2 separate regions of the Mus musculus genome follow, and region 2 is linked to region 1. A link is a contact called in public HiChIP or PLAC-seq data. All regions are on one chromosome and are shown on one strand. The core of a region is the stretch at or near the end of the contact, and the rest is flanking DNA. Distances in the headings are between cores, read along the strand shown. Region 1 holds the start of Lhfpl5 (lipoma HMGIC fusion partner-like 5). Region 2 holds the start of Srpk1 (serine/arginine-rich protein specific kinase 1).

Evidence for each region. HiChIP or PLAC-seq counts read pairs in DNA pulled down with a chosen protein or histone mark.
Region 2: a contact with region 1 is called in an H3K27ac HiChIP or PLAC-seq map of embryonic stem cells, with 9 read pairs. The contact joins the promoter of Srpk1 here to the promoter of Lhfpl5 in region 1. A contact is called at or near these places in 3 of 484 Hi-C or Micro-C datasets (2-cell embryo, embryonic fibroblasts and stem cell-derived epiblast-like cells), 5 of 115 datasets of contacts at active chromatin or transcription factors (CD8 T cells, the HPC-7 cell line, embryonic stem cells and 1 more) and 3 of 9 other capture datasets (adipose tissue, liver and pancreatic islet).

Annotation. Positions count from the first base shown.
Region 1 is chr17:28,574,322-28,580,592 of GRCm38.p6, reverse strand. It overlaps Lhfpl5 (lipoma HMGIC fusion partner-like 5), which reads right to left and starts at 4,874. Exons shown (of 4, transcript NM_026571.2): 1 at 4,181-4,874; 2 at 426-662. The coding sequence starts at 4,592.
Region 2 is chr17:28,620,411-28,627,003 of GRCm38.p6, reverse strand. Srpk1 (serine/arginine-rich protein specific kinase 1) reads left to right here and starts at 4,483. Exons shown (of 16, transcript NM_016795.4): 1 at 4,483-4,604; 2 at 4,967-5,027. The coding sequence starts at 4,592.

The DNA.
Region 1 (6,271 bases), core at 3,625-6,124:
GAGCGGCCTGGGAGGCCATGTGCACCAGCCTTTCACTACAGGACTGCAGGAGCTGTCCGTTCAGCACCACCTCGTACTTTACCAGGCACACACTTTGCAGTAGCTCATGACTTCTTCCCCACCATCCTCTCTACCTGCCAACCCTCCTGCCCCATGACTTAGGCCAGCATCAGTGCCACCCGTCACCTGGGGGACCCCATCTGGCTCCCCCAGCCATATTGGGACTGTTTTCTGCTCACAGGTCTCTTCTGAATAGCCTGCCAGCTTTGAACACTCCGCTGATGGCCTTTCTCAGGGAGGACAGGTTTGGCTGCTGGTCTTAGCTCAAGAGGCCCAGACACACTTGGCTTCAGAGAGCCACCACCGCAGCCACTTCTCCACCCACAGCCCCAGGGAAGGATATTCCCACGGAGAAAGACAGGTACCATTCCCATCTGCCTTGTAGTCATCCGGGAGGAGCTTGTCCTGCCGATAGCCCAACACAAAAGCCAGGAAGGAGAGGATGAGTGCATCTCCAATGCTGAGGATGGCCAGCATGAAGGCCCAGCGGATGGTGCAGTGGCCCAGTGTGTACTTGCCCGTCTGCTCGCCACACATACGCCGCACCTCACTGGAGTCCCAACCATCTGGGTAGACTAGACATCCGATCATTAGGCCCGTGGCTAGGGAAACAAGAGAGTACAAGTGGTGTCAGGCTGTGCTTGCCCCCCAGCTACCTCCTCACACCCAGATCTCTGTCACACACACACACACACACACACACACACACACGGTCTCTGGGTTAACCTTGGGAAACACCAGAGCTAGCTCCTTCTGTCTATGTAAGATGCAAGTGGGAAAACTGAAACTCACAAAGCTAGAGCACTGAGATCCAGCAGTCAGGACAGAGGCAGAGGCAATGGCCTCCCGTGCTTCTCCCAGTCCCACCCTGGACGGACTCAGCAAAGCACTGCCCACTGTAGCTCCAGAGCCTTCCAGCATCTGATCCCACCCAAGATGCATCTCTTCTGAGAGACAATTGCTCACCCTCCACCTCTGAGATAACGTGGAGTGTGGGAGGCAGGTGGTAGTTCTGACCAGCATCATCGCAGCACACGCTACGATTCAGGACCTTTGACCTAATGAACACAGGGCCCAGTCCAACCCCCAGCTTCTCACTTTCCTCAGGAACCTTCCACGCTCTTTCCCTCTGCAGTAATGACAGCAAAAACAACCCAGACTGGGGGAAGCAGAGGCCTCAGTGATGCCAGAGGGCACAAAAGGAGAACGAGTGAGCTGTGCTTCGGGTCACTGCAGTTCCAAGTTCTTGTTTCTCCCTGCCTGTGGGTCCCATGTTTGTCAAGTACTTATACGATATTTTTCATGCAGAGTACCATCCCCTCCTCACAGGTTCCCCGAGGAATGGGGTACTACATGCTACAGATGATATGTATTGTGCTGAATGATTTGAATCCCCCAAAAGCTGTATGCTCAAGTTTTAGCCCTTAGAGTGATGGTGTCAGAAGGCGGGGCTTTGGGAAGAGTGCTGGTTTGTTTGAATATGCCTGGCCCAGGGAGTGGCACTATTTGGAGGTATGGCCTTGTTGGAGTGAGTGTGGCCTTAATTGGAGTGGGTGTGGTCTTGTTGGAGGACATGTGTCACTATGGATGTGGGCTTTAAGACCCTCATCCTAGCTGCCTGGAAGCCAGTCTTCTCCTATAATCCTTCAGATAAAGATGTAGAACTCTCAGCTCCTCCTGCACCATGCCTGCCTGGATGTTGCCATGCTCCCGCCCTGATGATAATGGACTGAACCTCTAAACCTGTAAGCCAACCTCAATTAAATAGTATCCTTATAAGAGTTGCCTTGGTCATAGTGCCTGTTCACAGCAGTAAACCCTAACTAAGACAGGAAGTAATTAGCTCAGGAGATGGAGCCCACGTACACAGGATTAGCACACTTACAGAAGGGAACCTGGAGAGACTTCTTGCCTTTTCCATCTTTTGTGGGCAGAACAAGAAGTCAGCAGCCTGTGCCTGGAAGATGACCTCACTGACAACACACTGTACCAACACCTGACCGCACTTACACAGGCTCCAGAGCCATGAGAGATGAAGAAATGCCTGTTGTCTAGGCTCCTTCATGTATGGGAATTTGGATAATAATACAGTCTCACTAAGGCAGGAGGTTACCAAGACTCAGGGAAAACAACTGAGCCCATGCTCAGCCTGCACCCTGAGCTCCATCTGAGTGCCGCCACCTTTGCAGGGGCATCAGTTCTCTTCTCCTACCCCCATCCTCTGGCTTTGTGGAAATTTTTGAGCTGACACATGAATCCCCCAGTTGATGGCTATGAGAAACACCTGTTCAGCCCTCTCCTCCCTGACACAGAGTGGAACATGGCACCACCTTTTTCTTTGCTCCACATAAATGCTTCATGGGATGGCACTTAGCCATCTCTGCTACCGGCTCTGTGACCCAGATAGCGTCTGGCTCAAATGGCCTGGTGTTCCTCCACCCAGGTCTCATTTCTATTGCCTGCTCAGCAAGCACACCTATTGGATGATGCTGGAGGTGGGCAGAAAGCTCTAAGAAAGGATGGTGTGTCTCCACATCATCCCGAGCCCTGCGGTGGAAGAACAGCTGGCAAGCACAGCCATCTCACTACTCTTTGGACTCAATCTCCACTGCCTCTTCCTGATATGATCATCATGGCCTGTTGTCCCCTCCTGCCCACTAAGGCTTGGAAACAGACCTCTGGGGAGGAACTCAGGCCAGGTGAGTGGCCGGGGTGTCAGACTGAGAATCGGGTCTGCCTTTGCTTGCTAACTGCTCACCAAAGCGTCTGAACCAGGACTTTGCAAATGCAGGAACCCTCACTACTGGGTTGTGATGAGGCTTCATCAGAAAATGAAATATTTTGTGAATCATGCTTATAAAGTATGGGTCTCAATAAAAATGCTCTTGGACTGCATCTAATTTGGGGGGGTGGGAGGGACCTCTTAATTGTCCCAGGCTCTGATCTGCCAGCTGGTATTCTCTTACCCTCAGTCAGTCCAATTCCTCATCCACAGCTGGGGTCCCCTCCAGCTCTGCCTGCCTGAGAGTCAGACACCTGTTAGTCACCACCCTCTGACCCCCACCAAGGTAATGCTACATTACCCAACGATGTCTAGACAGTTGATCTCCTGTCTCCAGTCCCACCGCTGTTGATGGACATCTGTAGGAGGTCAGGGACTAAGAAACCAAAGGCTGCTGACAGGTGTTAGGCAGTCTCTTCCTGAGCTCCAATGGAGACCAAGATCAGCTGTCCCAAGGACCAAAAGGGCCACCTGAGCCTGGAGCAGGAAAGCAGGCAGGAGATGCCTTGCCTTGGGACCCCATAAGCAGCTGCCTACCTGATACAGTGTAACAGCAGCACCCCCAAACCCCGGACTCTTCCACGAGAGCAGTTGGAACTGAGGAAGAGGCAGGGAGTGAGGCCAGAGATCTGGGAACAGTCATCACCATAGCCCTGGGGTTGGATCCTAGGCCATGTGGCAATAGCCTTCCTCTTCCCTCTGAGTGTGCAAGCCTGTGGTGCGGTGTTCTGGTTGTTGGTACACCTGGCTGCATCCACCCAGAGCTATGTGCCCCCTCCAAGTCACTTCTCTCTGGCTCATGGGCTCTACAGCGAGGACCCCAACAGTCTGCATCCATTCTGCCTATGAATACCCCCTTTTCTTTTACTTTTAGTTGTGTGTGTACATGAGTGTGTGACGTGACGTATGAGCTCATGGGCACATGCCGCATGGAGATCAGATAAACAACTGGACAGACTCTGTTCTTTATGGAATGTGGGTCCTGGATGCTGAACTCAAGCTATCAGACTTGGTGGCAAGCACCTTTACCAGCTGAGCTATCTCCTAGTCCCTGACTCATTCTTTCTTAGAATCTCAGATTCTCCTCAAGACAGGGTCTCACAATATAGCCCAGGCTGGCCTGGAACTCACAGCCCTCCTCTTGTCTCATGGCTCCCACCTATAATTTGGTCTGCTATAGCCTTGGCCTCTACTCTGAGTATAGTGTGAGCCCCTATTCCGAATCTTTTGTGGAACACTGAGTAAGAGAAGGCTCAGAGCTTTCCCTTCATGGGAAAGCCATGGCTGTACCCTGAGTATCCCCCCTCACACACACCACACCCCAGCAACCCTGCTCACCAGCAGCCAGCTGCATCCAGGCGCAAATCTTGTAGACCGTGGCTGTATTACAGACGAAGAACAGGCTGAAGCAGATGATGGAGCCGATGATAAGGAACATGGCCAAGGCCACAAAGAACATGGCAGTCTTGAAGGCTCTGGAGGGGATGGAGGAGAAGTCCAGAGGGCCCCCCTTGCAGATGAGTTCCGACGACAGCACGTTGCCCACGCAGTAGGAGAACAAGCCAAAGTAACCAGCCTGTGGTGTGCTAACACTGTCGCCTATCCAGTAGGGCTGGATAAAGAGGGCCATGACCAGCACCGAGAAACAGATAGTGAGCGTGCCCCACATCACTCCCACAGCGCGCGAGTTTCGCACATAGTTGGTGTGGTAGATCTTGGCGGCCTCCTGGGCTGGCAGCAACTTCACCATGGCGAAGGCCGCTGGACTAGGACGGGGACACTGGCTGGGTGCAGGTCTACAGCTCTAGGGAGCAGAAGTCGTGGGTCAGTCCTCAGCCTGGTGTGAGGAGCAGCCTGAGGTCAGGGAGCCATGCAAACATTCCCCCCAGTAGGTTGGGAGTGCAGCAGGCCAAGGTCAACCTTGTCTTCGCAAGAGATGCTTCCCAGATGAATGTGCCCGTTCTGACCAGGATGGGCTCGAGTCTGCCGCCTCCTCTAGGTCGGCCAGGGTCTGGGCCTGCGCCTCCGCTTTGCCCGCCCCTCCTGCTTGCCCTCACAGGCCACGCCCGGCCCGCTCTGCGAAACGCGTTTCAGCACCGCGGCCAGCGCCAGAGTTCGGGGGCGTGGCCTGGTAGGGGCGTGGCCGGCGGCCGCGCAGAGCCTGGAGGGGCGACTTGGAGGGGAAGGGAGCTGGGACCCCGGTCCTCTCTTCCTCCCAGAGGGTGGGGCCGACCGTGTGTCACGTTCCTTCCGCTGATTCCAGCTGCAAAACCGCTTCCTGTCCTCTACACCCCTAGTCACCCTTCGGGGACCTCCACCTCCCACCAGCCGTAGCAGCACCACCGCTCCATCCCGAGGGCCGCAAGTTTTGACTGGGTCTTGGCTTGGTCTTCCAGTCAATGACCGCCGAGACCAGAGTGGAGGCTAGAGAAATATCCTGTCAGCAAGGACCTGAGCTAGTGCAATAACACTCGCAGTAATAAAGAATACCAAAGTTCATTCTCCAGAGCCTTTCCCAAACCACAACGGAGCAGTCAGTGTATCCAACACACGGCCTTTCTCCTCTGGTTTCCATTTTTATTGCAGATTTCCTTTTTAAAAAATATTTCGTTTTTCCGCTGAATGTAGTGGCTCACACCTGTAATAATCCCAGCACTCAAAAATTGGAAGATGATCAGGATAAAGAGAGGCTACATAAGATTGTCTCAAAAGCCAAAGAAATAACCCATATATAAACCCAGATTTTTTTAGATAACTGCATGGCTAGTGTAAGTACTAAAAGGCAATCCAGTAAAGTATACATAAAAGAATAAACCCTCTATAACCCTGAAGTCTGGAGCTAAATAAGATATGACAAGGGCTTTAGCCTAGGAGATAGCTCAGCGAATAAACATTTGTCGTTCAAGTTTAAAGGTCTAAGTTCAAATCCCCAGGCCTCAGGTAAAACAACCTGGAAACTGGGCTTTAAAGGCATGGTGGTGCATGCAGCCTTTGATTTCAGCACTTGAGAGGAAGAGGCAGGCAGATCTCTATGAGTTCAAGCACAGCCTGATCTACAGATCAAGTCCTAGGATAGTCAGAGATAGTCTAGATAGTCCTAGATAGTCCCATATCCTGAGACACAGTCTCAAAAATTTCCAACGACCAACCAGCAACAACAACAAAGCAAAACAAACAAAAAACAGGAGAGGCCAGGCAGTGGTGGTACACGCCTTTAATCCCAGCACTCAGGAGACAGAGGCAGAAGGATTTCTGAGTTCAAGGCCAGCCTGGTCTACAGAGCGAGTTCCAGGACAGCCAGGGCTATACGGAGAAACCCTGTCTAAAAAAAACAACAACAACAACAACAACAACAAAAAACCAGCACAGGACAGGACATTGAGTGGGCGTGACTACTCACATCTGTCATTCCAACACTTGTGTAGCTAA
Region 2 (6,593 bases), core at 3,234-5,733, 47 kb before region 1:
GAGAGAGAGAGAGCCACCACTCTTTGAGACAGGGTTTCAAGTAGCACAGGCTAGCCTTGAATGGCTCTGTGGCCAAGGATGACCTTGAACTTCTCGTCTTCCTGTCCTTCCCTGCCCAAGGCTGGGCTTACAGGCACCACCTCAATTCTAAGGAACTCAGGTCATCCTGCTTGCTAGGTACTTTATCCACAGAAACACCTCCTCAGCCCCCATAGCTACTACTGTTGAATCTTTTCCAGAGAGGTCAACTCCAGAAAAGGCAACCTTTCTGAATTGGTGGTGAAGAGAACAGGAATCTATGATGGTTTACTTATATAAATTAAGAAGCAGAAGCCAGGTGGGTGGCAGTGTATGCCTTTAATCCCAACATTTGGGAGGCAGAAGCTGGTGGATCTCGGAGTTCAAGGGCCAGCCTGGTCTACAGAGTGAATTCTAGGACATCCAGGGCTACATAGAGAAACTCTGTCTCAAAAAAAAAAAAAAAAAAAAAAGGCAGAGATGGAACCAGCTTTATTTAGGATAGGAGATGAAGGTAGAAACTTACATGAACATTCATAAAAATGTCAGAAAAAGTCTGGAGACACAGACACCAAGACCCTAATTATGCTGAGGGAATAGGGAAAAATGTGTGTGTGTGTGTGTGTGTGTGTGTGTGTGTGTGAGAAGATGACCAATTCTGAAAAATCAGTTCAGTGACTTTTTCCATGTGGTTGCTAGGATTTGAACTCAGGACCTTTGGAAGAGCAATTGGTGCTCTTAACCACTGAGCCATCTCTTCAGCCCCCAGTTCAGTGACTTTTATACGGCCACTGGAAGAGATTCTGAACTGAGTTGTTCTTGCTGAACAGGTGGTCAGCAAGACTCGAAGGGCAACGAGAGGTGACCAAGTCACCACACGATGCAAGGACTTTCCTTGCTGATGCAGCAAGCACTTGGAGTATTCATGTGTGTGAGGCGGCCAGGGGGCAGCACCTGAAACTGGTGGCAGGCATGAGCTGCCCTACAGGATGCTGGGAACCAAACTCCGGATCTCTGCAGGAGCAGCAAGGGCCCTTAACCTCTGAGCCATCTTTCTAGCCCCCTGGTCATCATTTTACCCACCCACTCTAGGGATTGGCTTGATCCTGAAAACCTGACTGGGGTGACTTAGCAATGAAGAAATGACAGGCACCCACACAAAGAAAAACTGGGATCAGGCAGGCTGTGTTCATTAGGATGGAAGGCATCTACTATGCAACTGAAAACAAAGAGTGCTAATTTTGAACAGCCAGGGTTAGTTAGCTAGTCTCAGGGAAGAGCTCTGTAAGGGAGCAGTCTTGGGGTATAAACACTGGGGCGGAGGAAGCTGTGGTTCAAGGTGATACCACCTTGTGGCTTTCTGTTGTTCCAGACACTGGTCAATCCAGCACACTTGTACGACCAGAGGAAGGGAAGGCTGAGTCACAGCAAGTTGACTGTTTCTTTTCTGATGTAACTATAGTAAAATTGGAACGTGTAATGTGTGTGTGTGTGTGTGTGTGTGTGTGTGCGTGTGCGTGCGCGCGCGCGCGCGCGCGTGCACTCGAGCATGTGTGCATGTGTATACCTTTGCCATCCCTTTAAAAACCCCATCTGGGGAAGGCTTTGCTGTTTCCATAGGTCTGAGACATCAGAACCCTTTGATATGGCTGGACCCATGTCAACAACACAGTTACTCAGAATTTCATTGGCTCCCCCCAGCCAGGGGTGAGTTCCCCAGGCTAGCACAGTCTCATACTCTAGGACATCAGGTGTTTTCTGATCCTATTACCCGTTGAGTCCCAAGTTTAAAGTAGAAAGCAGTTTTCTTTGGCTAACAAGTGCCTGCCTCTTTCACAATAAACCCAGCAATGCCATCATTCAGGTTCTGTACAGCAGATGCTGTGATCTGAATCTCCAACTTAGCAAACCCATCCTCCCACCCCTGCCTACTTCATACTCGCAGTCACTCTTGGCCCCAGTCTCCACCCACAGTTTTCCAACCTGGGCCCTTTTGCTCAATTGATTTTTTCTTTCAGGAATGCTTGACATCTCCTTCCCCACCTATGAAAATCCTACACATTTCTCAACACCTACATCAAACCAAGTGTGGTGGCCTCCTCCTTGCTGGGACAGATTTTCCTGCTTTGCTAAGGAGGTTGTGCCTGGGCCCCCAGGCTTGGTCTGTGCTCCTGTGTGCTCACCCTCCTTTCCCAACCAATTGATTACTGACCTGTCTTCCCTCCAACCTCCTCCTCTTCCTCCGTTTTGCATGTATGTGTTCCCTTGTGTGTGCAAGCACAGTGTGTCTCTGTGCCTGTGCCGGCGAAGGCCTGAGCTTTTACACTGGACATCTTCCTTAAGCATTCTCTAGATCATTGAGGTAGGGTCTCTCACTGAACCAGGAGCTTGCCAGCTCATTTAGCCAGCTTGCTCCAAGATCCTTTGTCTCCAGCACGCCACCTCGCCTACACAGCAGTTATATGGGTTCTGGGGATCCAAATGCCAGGCTAGAACTTTACGCACTGAGCCAACTCCCCAGCCCAAGTCCCACTTCTTCTTCTTCTTCTTCTTTTTTTTAAAAGATTTATTTATTTATTTTATGTAAGTACACTGTAGCTGTCTTCAGACACTCCAGAAGAGGGAGTCGGATCTCCTTACGGATGGATGTGAGCCACAATGTGGTTGTTGGGATTTGAACTCAGGACCTTCAGAAGAGCAGTTGGGTGCTCTTAGAGACATCTTACCTGCTGAGCCATCTCACCAGCCCCCAAGTCCCACTTCTTATAGAGCTGGGTTTTTGAGCCCCTACCCTAGCCAGCTGGAATATAGACATATGCACGCCACTTGAAAAGGCTTCAGTGGAGCCGGGTGTTGGTAGCGCACGCCTTTAATCCCAGCACTTAGGAGGCAGAGGCAGGCCGATTTCTGAGTTCCAGGCCAGCCTGGTCTACAGAGTGAGTTCTAGGACAGCCAGGACTACACAGAGAAACCCTGTCTCAAAACAAAAACAAAACAAAACAAACCAAAAACCCCCCAAACAGACAAACAAAACAACAAAAAGAAAATCACAAAAAAGATCTAAAGGAGAGTTCTGAAACACATGAAAAGTATACAATTCCAATTGCGAATTTCAGTGCCTACTATAAATCTCCACAGCAGTACCCACAGTCTATGTTTTGGAAGAAATACTGGGGTCTAGAGAGCCTCATGTTCCTCCCCCATCTCTCTCATAAATGCCTGCTGATTCTACTTTACTATAGGAGTTTTGATGCCTGAATCATTGGGTTGGGACAGCAAGATTCTGAGCACACAATCCTTTCCACGTTCTCATCTTTCTGTAATGGGGATAATAACTACCTTGGCCTGAAGTTGACATCAGCATCTAATAAGATCATGCACTTGACAGTATGGAAACACCCGGTAAGTCCTACGATGAAGAGAGTTCTTCAAGGAGAAAACAGAATTCCCATTCACACCCTTCCTTTAAGGCTTTCAACTTGCAGCTAGAAAATTCCCTTTAGAAGTGTTTGCTTTTACTTAAAATAATTGTTTAGCTTACTTATGGGTGAGGGGTTGTTGCATGTGCCATGGGTCCTGTGTGCAAGTCAGAGAGAGACCTGTGGGAATTGGCCCTATTTGGATTTGAATTCAGGTCCTTAAGGCACCTTTACTTGCTGAGCTGTCTTCTGGTCCAGTTCTTTTCTTTTTTTCTTTTTTCTTTTTTGGTTTTTCGAGACAGGGTGTCTCTGTGTAGCCCTGGCTGTCTTGGAACTCACTCTGTAGACCAGGCTGGCCTCGAACTCAGAAATCTGCCTGCCTCTGCTTTCCAAGTGCTGGGATTAAAGGCGTGCACCACCACTGCCCAGCTTCTGATCCAGTTCTTTTTTTTTTTTTTAATATTTTTTTATTACGTATTTTCCTCAGTTACATTTCCAATGCTATCCCAAAAGTCCCCCATACCGCCCCCCCATCCAGTTCTTATTGATTTATTTTGGGTCAGGATCTCATTATATATGCCTTGCTGGCCTGGAACTCATAAAGATACACCTGCTTCTGGAGTGCTGGGATTAAAGGCATGGGCTGCTGGCCCAAGGTTTTATCTTTAGAAGAGGACAGAGGCACACGTTCCCTCCTTCCAGCCTTTGTTCTGTGTGTATCCACATACAATTTAATTTCCCATTTTCTTTAATGTCTTAATTGGCCCTTACAACAGCTCAGACAGGAACTGGGATATGTTTGGGTTAAGCAGTTTTGCAGGCCGGGGAAACTGAGGCAAATCCCGACTGACTGCGGAGCCCTGCCTTTCCTCAGGAGGTAAGAACTTCAAGCCGCGCGCTTTATGGCGGGACACTAAAACCAGCTTCCCATTCAGGATCCCTCGGTCCCTTGCCCTCCACTCTCGTACACCCCGGAGCAGGTGGTAGGCTCTGTGTTCACCACGCAGGCGCGCGACGCCGTGTGGGGCGTGGTCGGGCGGGCCCGGAGGCGGGGCCGGCGCGCGCCGGGAGGAAGAGCTGGGATTTGGGCCGCGGCGGGAGCCCGAGTCGGCGTCACTCGAGTGCGCAGGCGCCTGGCGGTTACCGGTCTCGCCATGGAGCGGAAAGGTGAGCGGCGGAGCGGCCTCCGCCACGAGGAGCCACGGCGGTCCCCGACTGGGCGCCAGGCGCCTCTCTGGCCACTGTCGCGGCCCCCTGAAGCGGCGTCACTCTTGCCTCTCGCCCCTCGGCTGCGGCGTCCTCCGGCGCCCGCCGTCCCCGCCCCTCGCTCCGCAGCCCCCAGGCCGGGGCGGCGAGGCCTCATGGCCGGCCCGAGCCTCTTTGGGCGCGCCGGGCCTGGCAGCCGCTGTGCACCCCGAGCAGCCCGCCCCGCGCTCGGCCCGCAGCCTCAGGCCCGGTCGCCCTGCGTGCTCGCGCCGCTCCCCGCCTCCCACTTACATCGGCCCTTCATCCATCCCTCTCTCCCGCAGTGCTCGCGCTCCAGGCCCGAAAGAAAAGGACCAAGGCCAAGAAGGACAAAGCCCAAAGGAAGTGAGTCTTGTACCCCAACATCCCGCCCTTTGCGTTTCCTCGGGGACCTCCTCCCCCTACCGGGTTGTGCGCTTCGGGCGGTTCCCCCCCAACCCCTCCCCGCCACATGGTTACTGGGCCGCTGTGTGATTCGCCCTCCGGGAATCATGTGGAAGGTAGCTGGGTCTCCAGGCTCGGGTCTGCTGGAAAGACCCGGAGCCTGCCCGGCACCACTCGCCAACTCCATCGAGGAGGCCCAGGTGTGGCCCGGCAGCCGGAGCTGGCAATCATTACCTGCCTGTCTGTGAACTCTGCTCTTCCTTCCGTGCTCCGCAGCGTCTTAACTTGCCTCCTACGTCTGTCCGCACGCTACGCCATCGGGAAATTGTTGAATGAATTTTCCCTGTTTACCCTTGGCCCTGCCAACCACACGCTCGCTTGGGTAGAGGAGGACGGCCGGGAGTCTTCCTCGCGCCTGATTACTCTGCTTCCTAAGTCTGGGAGACTCTGTGGCGTTGCTGTCCACTCGGTGTGCCGGCTAAGTTATGCATTACCGGCGGGCCGTACTATCAGGTCCTCAGAGCAGTAACGTCGGAGTAATGTCCAGAGTCAAATTGCTGGTGCCGGTTGGGTGATTCCGGCTTGGTGGGCCTAGTGCTACACTTGCCCGATTTGATGTGTAATAGTGGTTTAGTGGTGTTGGGGGTGTGTGTGCACAAAAGAGGGCACAGTCTGATAGAAACGCTGGGTGGAGGCTTATTCAAGTGAGCTTAGCTGCTACCATTCCCACCAACGTCTTTGTTTTTTGAGATAGCCTTGGCTGACCTGGAACTCCCTATGTAGACCAGGTTGGCCTTGAATTTATCCTCTTGTTTTTGGCTCTGAGAATCCTGGGATTAAGGGGCATGTGCCACCACTGCAGGCTCACTGCCATTGTGAGCTTAGAAGTTAGCTTTACGAAGGATCTTGTACTAACATTTAGTTGCAGAGGTTCCTCCGGGTGGACTTAGAGAGTTCTCTGCTTAGCACTCTGTTTCAGAGGAACTGTTTTCTGTGTTTTCCCATTTATTTGGTGTTTTGTATTATCAAGCTGGGTCTGCACTGCTCTGCCACACATTAGAAGTCTTCCTAGGTCACCCTGCTGCGCGACTGTACCGGGGTGGAGTGGGTGGTGTTGCTTAGGAGACTCCCTGAAGTTTTTTGGGGGAGGCCGTGCAGTGACTTCTTTGATAAAGTGCCGACTTCTCCTCTTCTCCATTTTCTAGTGTGTGTGAGTGAGCGCTGAGGTGTGGGCAGGTGTGAGAGTGCGCAGGTTCCTGGGATGGTTATCCATTTAGGGATGTCTAGAACTCGGTTTGAATCCTCTGTTGAATGGTTGATAGAAACGGCAGAGCTGTCCTAGCAGCAGCTGGGATTTCAGCACTCCGTGGGGAAGCCATATGAGTGTTTTACATTTTCTGATGGAAGGAGGAAATGGTTTTATTAATAACACTTAAAAGGGTTTTTTTCCCCTCTTATTTTAATTTTGGTTTTTCTCCATGTAGCCCTGGCTCTCCTGGAACGCCCTCTGTGGACTAGAGATCTGCC